Regions from separate parts of the Anas platyrhynchos genome. Here region 2 is linked to region 1. A link is a contact called in public Hi-C data. All regions are on one chromosome and are shown on one strand. Each heading gives the region's core, a stretch centred on a gene start, on an enhancer-like site or on the middle of the called end of the contact. The rest is flanking DNA. Distances are from core to core; before and after follow the strand shown. Region 1 has its middle 110 kb from the start of DUSP7. Region 2 overlaps LOC119718281 (a long non-coding RNA gene).

What was found. Hi-C and Micro-C count contacts between places; a contact is called where the count stands out from the background.
Region 2: a contact with region 1 is called in a Hi-C map of liver, with 4 times the contacts expected there. The contact joins two enhancer-like sites. A contact is called at or near these places in 2 of 8 Hi-C or Micro-C datasets (liver and skeletal muscle).

Annotation. Positions count from the first base shown.
Region 1 is chr13:15,030,246-15,033,773 of IASCAAS_PekinDuck_T2T, reverse strand. No RefSeq gene overlaps it. Among named protein-coding and RNA genes, the nearest start is that of DUSP7, 110 kb to the left of the region's middle. Within about 2 kb of position 2,178, at least 6 of the 8 cell types and tissues checked have an H3K27ac peak or open chromatin away from gene starts, as enhancers often do.
Region 2 is chr13:15,124,829-15,128,971 of IASCAAS_PekinDuck_T2T, reverse strand. LOC119718281 (a long non-coding RNA gene) reads left to right here. Exons shown (of 3, transcript XR_011812597.1): 1 at 1-4,143. Among named protein-coding and RNA genes, the nearest start is that of DUSP7, 15 kb to the left of the region's middle. Within about 2 kb of position 2,466, at least 1 of the 8 cell types and tissues checked has an H3K27ac peak or open chromatin away from gene starts, as enhancers often do.

The sequences.
Region 1 (3,528 bases), core at 929-3,428:
CTGGAAGCGGATGGTGACCTGTGTGTGACCAGCCCTGGCTCCCTAGCATCTTGTCTGAGTAGACCTGGCTGCTAGGTGAAGTCTGACTTGGATGTCATAGGAAGCAGAGATTTTTTCACATCTAGTGATTTTTGTCTTTTCTTTGTCTTTTGCATTTTGTATTTTCTTTGTCTTCTGCTTGCTTCGTTGTCTGTTTGGAAGAAGTTCGTTTCTGCCCCATCAGTAGTAGGCTAAAATAGTTCTACATGTGATGTGAGAGTTGTAGCAGGTTCTGTGGTAAAATTGTGTTAACACCGTGAGTACAAGAGTGTTTTAACCTCTTAAATTTTTCTTGCTGATGCTGGATGCCATGAGGGGGGGGTTGTCACACTTAGTATCTGTTTGGACACTCTCTCTCATCTGTGCTTTGGATTTTTAAATACTTTTATGATGTTTCCATCTCTTGTCCTTGCAACATCCCAGCCCTGTGCTTGGGGTGCCTGTGCAGAAGGGCATCCATCCCTGCTGGCACAGTCAGGTCCAAATGCAAGGATGTTTCTGGGCCTTCCCTGGAGTGTTCCTATGTGTCTGATAAACCATGTTGGTGTCTGTCTTCATGAAAATACAGTGCTCAGTTCACACTTTCAAGTTGGCACGAGCCTGCTGCCCCTGAAGGCAGGAGGTTGCCGGCCAGTTGAAGTCAATCGCGAGGCAGCTGGAATGTACCAGCAGTGGTTTTCTCCCTTCCTGTCCTCACCCAGAATTTACATTGGAAGGTCATGTTACTGTTGTTTCCCCTTCTCTCTTCCCTGTCAGACAAGGTCATTTCTGAAGCCAACGACCAGTTAAGTTTTAATTCTGCAACCATGGAAAATGATTATTAGAGGGGACAAGCTTCCATGTGGATGATTAACTGGTACATCCGATGACTGGTTACATTTTAACAGGCTCCTTTTGCACAACTCCTTTCACCTGTAGCAAACCTGAATTTCTATGAAAATGAATTTCCCATGTGCTGTAATAGGTCCAATTCTTCATTAGGACATAGCAACACCATTCAGTCCTGGCAGGAAAAACTGATGCAAAGAGGAAGGAAATAGCCCTATGATAAGAAACTCGTGGGAGCTTTCCCTTGCAGTCTCAGTGCTGTCCCTGCTCCCACTCCCTTGTTGCAGCTGGGAGAGCTTGCTTCATTTTTTTGTTGCCAGGACTAGGAGAAGAATTGCCCTGAGAGTGTTACAGCCTCTTATAACCCTTAACTAGTGAAAGTGTCAAGGTGTATTAGAGCCACGCCTGCCACCGCGTTGGCTCAGGTTTTGGAGTAGCTAAAAGCAAGGCCAGCTTTCAATGAGATGTAATTCTTCAAGGAGGAAAACACGGAGAACTACTGCTGTGCCAGGGGGAATAAAGTTAAGGCTGGGTTGTGGCAGCATGGCCTGAATTGATCCTCCTAGTACTGCATTTTGGAGATGTTTTCCGAAAAGAAAACGTTTTGAGGCTGTATGATTTTTTGGTGTGGAGCATGCACGCAATATTTCAAGTCTTGCCATCTGAATGAGCTGCAGGGCGTGAATTTTTCCTTCCTAATAAAGGAGAAAGATGGCTGACAAACCAAAGGGGAATACAGCAATGCAGTGAACCCTTACTGAGGGAAAAACACTGGCACTAGGAGAGCCTTTCTAGTAAGCCCATTCATTGCTTTATGTAAATATTGCATTCATCTTTCCCTCCTGGCTTCTCTTTGCTGTGGCTTGAACGGTGCATTGAGAAAACCCAAACCATCTTGCTCCCACTTGAAATGCAGCAGGCGCCGATGTGGTTAAGGCGATTCAGAGCTGGTCCTCAGCTGTCAGCCACTGGCAGAGGCACTGGTATCTGTGGAGCTCTGCCTACCTGTGTCAGCAGAGCGTCTGGCACAGAGCTGTCCCCTCTTGTTCAGAAACCTGCCGAAGGAGAGGGATCGTGGATGGCTGTCTCTGTGCCAGCTCTGTGCAGCTGCAGCTATCCTGCTGGCGGGTGCCTCTCCTGGCTCCCCCAGCTGTGGGTCTCAGATGTGTCTGGGCTGGTGGCTGTCGTCTGCACTTGCCCATGGTGTGGTCCAGAGCCCGTGTGGGTGCACGAGGAGCAGCAGACTTTGCCTCGCTGGCAGTGTCTGTGGGGCAAGAGGCAGAGGCAGCACGCAGCCCTGTCCTCGGCATGCTTCCTCAGACTCAATTATCTTGTCTGTCCTAGATGATCCCTTCCATCTCGTGTACAGCTAAGGGCAGCAATTGGCCTTTGATTTATTTATGGCACTTTCACTTTTGTTCTCTTTCCCCTATTAGCAGTAAGGGATAAGTTCTGCTCTTGGCTTAATGTGGGTATCTGTGAGCAGGCTCACGCCTGTGCACTCCAAGGCTGTTTTTAAGAGCTAGCTGATAGCAGCGCTGTGGTGTGAACCTGATAAATCTTTAAAGAGAAAGTGAGGGCTGCACACAGAGGCCTGGCATTAGCGTCTGCTGACACTGATAGGAATTGGTGGTGACTGCTTCAGTGCAGTATTAAAGGATATCTAAAATCCAACTCTGCCTGAAGGGCTAATCTTGTGAAGTCCCACTGAATGGCATCTGAGACAGGCTTGACCAGGGGAGGCATTTACATTTGCCCCACAGGGTGTATCTGCCATCCCATAAATAGCTGTGAGTCAAAGCTTTGACAGTGCAGTATGCACACCTCGTACAGAAAGCACAGCGAGCTGGTATCTCTGCTAATGGCTGGGTGGCTGCTAATTGCGACCTGCAGCACCAAAAGCCTCTGGCAATCATGAATCTCGTGACGTGGAGTTTTTCCTTTTTCTTTCTAACCACTTGAATGGAAACAGGGGTTCTTGTTTAATGACTTGATCCCCATTCCCAGGCCTTGTGATGAAATCTCAGCTGCTCCGACCCAGGACCAGGGGAGGAGCCAGCGCTGGCTGACACTTTGCTCCTGCTGGAGGTGATGTCCTTGTCCTGTTGGGGATGGGCTGGGGCATGGGACCAGAATTGTTCCCCTCCCACTGGAGTGTCATTGCCCTCACTGGCTGCTGTTCCAGTTCCGTCACTGCTTCTGAGAAGCTGTACAGGATGATGCACTGGCTTTTGTGTCTGGGAAAACGCGGGCAAAATGCAGGATGTTGGACATGGTGAGCCAGATCCCTGTCTCTGCTAGGGCCAGCAAGACGGGGGCTCTGAGAAGAATTGTCGCAGAATAAACCATCTGTTACATCTGGGAATGAAACTGGGAAGAAATGCCCCCGAAGATCTTTTTCATATCTGAACTGGAAGCTGCAAAAGTTCGGGGAGGTGTGAATTGGTTGAACCGTCTTCAGCCCCCTGTGGCTCCAGCAGTGGTGCTGTAGCAGCAGCAGCATGTGGGCATTTGCACATTTTTCACGTTTTCTAACCTTGTCCTCTGTTACTCCGCTGGGACGTGCTCATTCCCTCTTTCCCTGCTCCCGTCAGCCTTCTGCCTTTTCAAATGCAGAGCATTCATATAAAGAAATTAAAAAAAAAAAAAAAAAAAAAAAAG
Region 2 (4,143 bases), core at 1,217-3,716, 95 kb before region 1:
CTCTGCATTCAGGCACTCTGCTCTTCTCATCTTCTATCATTGCCTCAAGGGTAGATTCTTTGTAATTCAGAGTTTTGCTTGTATTATTTTTTTCTTAGTCCCTTCCTTATCCCTTCCTCTGCAGCTCGAGTTTGGCTGGTGGTTTTCCCATGTGTGTTTTTTTTTTTTTTTTTTTTTTTTTCTCCTGAGAGGTGAGTTATGATAAACCCTGCACAAAGTGTGAGGGACCAGATGGGTGTATTGGTGAGACACTGGTCACTGATACGGCATTAGTGAAAGCCCTGTGCTAGCAAGGAGCTGAGCTCTGAGGTTTGGTTGTGGATGTGACATCCTAGCAACACTGCTTTTTTTTTTTTGTATGGGAGATTTTGAATTGAAATGTGTGTCTGTGGGGGGTGTGTGACTGTGGGTCTGGGATAAGAACCCTCCCTCCACCCACCCCCCTTCCTTCCACAAATGTAGTTCTAAATTACACCCATCATTTTATTTCCCTGTTCCAGTGATGCAGTTTGGTTCTTGCTCTAAAATGGCCTGGAGGATTGACTCCAGACTGTTTGGAGCAGGCATCAGTCTGTGCAGGGTTGGACCCCCTGAGAGACCAGGCAGGATCCTCTTGAAGGTGTTCAAAGCAGGATACTGGATGTGAGTTTGAAGGGTTTCTGGGTGCTGAGTCCAGAGAAAGCTGCCCTCTCCTCCCACAGAGCAGGGATCAGCTCTGTCTGTATCCTCTCTGCCATTCATCACCTTCCTTCTGCCCCCATCCAGGCTGTTGTCTTCAAGTGATCCTGTGCTAGAGGTTCACGCAGGCTCCTGCATGTCTTGGCCCTGCATCCATTTGGCAGAAAGCTGAGAGATGTTTGGGAAAGGTTTTTTTTTGTTGTTTGTTTGTGTGTGTGTGTGTTTTTTTTTTTTTTTTCAAAGCTTCAACAAGAAGCTTCACTATTCATTCATTCCCCAAATAGCTTTCCCTCTCATTGGACTTCTTCTTCCTGCTAGGACAGTCCAAGCCTGTTCTGACAGGCAGCTTATCTGCCTCGCAGCTCTGACTGCTGCCTCTGTCTCTCCTTTGTGTGGGAGGTGTTTTGTCTTTCCAAACTTCTGCTGACTTCAGTGGTCGCTAGCTTGTGCCCAAACATGCACTGATAGCACAGTTCAGTGCTGAAATTTGCCACTGGCTTTTATTTATGTCCCTGCAGCATGTTTTCCTTCGCAAAGGGAAGGACTTAAGTGTTTTGGGGAGGGGCCAGAGGGTTGTTATTGAAAGTTAGCAAAGCAGCAGTTCTCCACTGACCCTGTCTGCCTCTGACTACTGAGTCCTGCAGCACAACATGGTGTTGAGGGATGCCGGGCTAATGAGGGTCCAAGTAAGGGGCTGAACTGCACAAAAACTGCCTGAAAATGCAGAAAGCAACCAGTTAGTTCCTTTCCTGTGTTGCCAGCTGCTGAGGCTGGTCCAGAGAAATTCCCAGTCTAGTTTTAAATCCCGTAGAAGTGGAGAGAAGTGCATGTGTGCCCATGTAGATTTACAAATCTCATTTTTTTTTTTATATATAAAACAAATCTGGTCCTGTTTGAAGCTGCTCTCTGCCAGTGTGCACTGCCTGATACAGAATCAGTGCTTCAGTTCTCAGGCAATATGATGGGAAGCAACAGCAGCCAGGAAAGCCCCATCTATTTGCCCCTGCATGCTTCTCCTAGAGCAGCAGTTTCAGTCCAGTGCCTGCAGCCTCATCCCCTAGACCAGACTCGCTGGGCCTGTCTCAGACAGAAGGAGAGGACGGACCCTCTCAGCAGAGACCTGTCTGTCTTGTGGAGAGCACTCCGTGATCGTACATAGTGTGTGAGGAAAGCTCTTGGTGCTGCTGCCAGCCTTCGGCTAACAAGGTCAGTCACCACCCTGAGCCTGATTAAAAGTCTCAGTGATTTAAACTGGGAACGCTGAGGCCTGGTGATGGGCTGGGGTGTGGCTGCCTTACCTCAAAAGTGGTGGTGGGCCACCAAGAGATGAAGGTGCACACAGGAACATTTTCCCTGCCTTAGTGTCAAAAATCAAGCTCTGAACTCTGACAGTCTGGAATAATTCCCAGATGTTGCTCTCCTGAAATATGGACAAAGCTAGATGATGGTTAGTTGTCTTGAACAACCAAAGCTGCTTTGAGCCTGCTCCTTTGTGGAGGTGCCTTTGGTTTTGCTTTGGGAGGTCTTCACTTTTCTTCCTGAAAGCTGAGATGCTTTCTGTTGGCCGTGCAATGCCATTAAATGTCCAATGCAACTGCATGTGCAGCAGAGGCATGGAGATATTTGTAGGTCAGGGATGACAGATACTTGCAGGACTCATAGGTGCTATTAATTAATTGCATTCCAACAGCAGCGAAAGCAGTAGCAAGAGTAATAAACAAATTATAATCTACATTATGAAGCTGACAAATACCACCCACTCATTACTTGTCTTTAACCACTCTCATTACTACCCAGTCTTTGTGGGAACTGATCTTGCTTCTCAGTGTCCCACTTGTTCACTTTAATATCATTATCTGAAGCAATCGGCCGCTCCTTGTGAAAGAAGAGGAAGGTACTTTTCCTGGGGCTTGTTTTCTGGGTGCTGAAATCTGGGTAGCTCTGGGGTGGAGGAGTGTGAAGGACGCTTCACAAAAGTGTGATGAGACTGGGAAGTGAAGGCTGAACTCCACAGGGACGACGGAGGGGGTTGTGGGTGGCAGGATGGCAAATTGTCTTTGGGGGAAAAAGGCTGCGCTCTGCTCACCTTTGTTGTATTGAGGACTAGAGTCTTCAGTCTTGGTGGTGCCTGGCTGCTGCCTTCATGTTGTATCAGGCTGTACTTAAATGCTATGACGACGCTGTGCCTGGGGTGCAGCTCTGCTTCCCTCTGTGGCAAGGTGCCCATGGCTGGGACCCTTCTTGGGGGATGTTGTTGAGGCCAGCGAGCTGAGGAGTTGAGTGGGAGAGCAGGTAGGAAAATTCTCCATGGGTGGCGGGACCCTGGGGAGCTTGGAGGTCCTGTTGTGCTCTTGGGGTTTTGAGATATCTCATGGCGGTCTCTAATGGGTAAATAATAAGCTGAAAGATGGGAAATGAAGATCGAAAGGTGAAGGGCCAGCTTTCCCGATAGGGAATTGACATTAGTCAACTGTGACAAGGGGCTGTCAAAGGTCGGAGCTGCTGAATGGGTCTGTTAATGATAAATAGGAGTAAATGGCAGATGAAGTCTGCTGCTCGCTATTCAGAGCAGCAAAAAACAAAAGCTATGGTGAATAGCTGTAGAAAGTCCTTGTAATTGAGAGTAGTGGGGTTGTGCAATAAGATGCTGAGAAAAGCAAAGCAATCCAGGAGGGAGAGGGAGCCGTTGTAATCAGTAATTCATCGTAATTCAGTGCAGGGGGCTCAAAACAGGACGGTGTCACGTGGGTGACAGATCGCAGAAGTTCAATGAACTGGGCTAGAGGAACAAGGCTTGGTGCTGTGTTTGTGTTTTTGTTTGAAAAACAAAACAACTAAAAATCAGCTCCCAGGAAAAAAAAGATCACAAACAGTTCAAATGCACTGAGTAGATCTGTGGTGAACAAAGTTTATGCAGGTTTGGGGGAAACTGGAGCAACTAATGCAAGAAAAATCCATTGAGGGCTGTTAAATACCACTACACAGTCTCTGGTTGAGAAGGTCCTGGAGCTGCAAATAGCTGGATCCCGGGAAAGCATTTGTAATGGAACATGGCTATGCTCTCACCCTGTTCTTACATCCTTCCTTAGATGCTGCTGTTGGAGATGAGGCACGATGTAGCTCGATCCAGCTAGGCTTAGTGGCTCTGGTTCCTCTGCTCTTCCATGGAGATACTGCCCTGTAATAACCTACACCTAACCCACTGTGACTGTGTGTGTGTGTGAGGAGGTTTTATGGGGGCTGGCAATGCTGTTCCTCCTCTTCTTCTGCCTCTTCTGTTCGGAGAAGAAAGATGAAGTGCCTGGCTGGAGGAGAAAAACTGCTGAGGATATTGTACATCTGTTCTCAAAGGGATACTGCAGCAGGTGGGCAATGTCCTATAGCATACCCAAAGCAGGGAGAGGGGCTTTCCTTCAGCAGACACACTGAGCATCTTGTTCTTTATCAGCGTCAGCTGCTGAAATG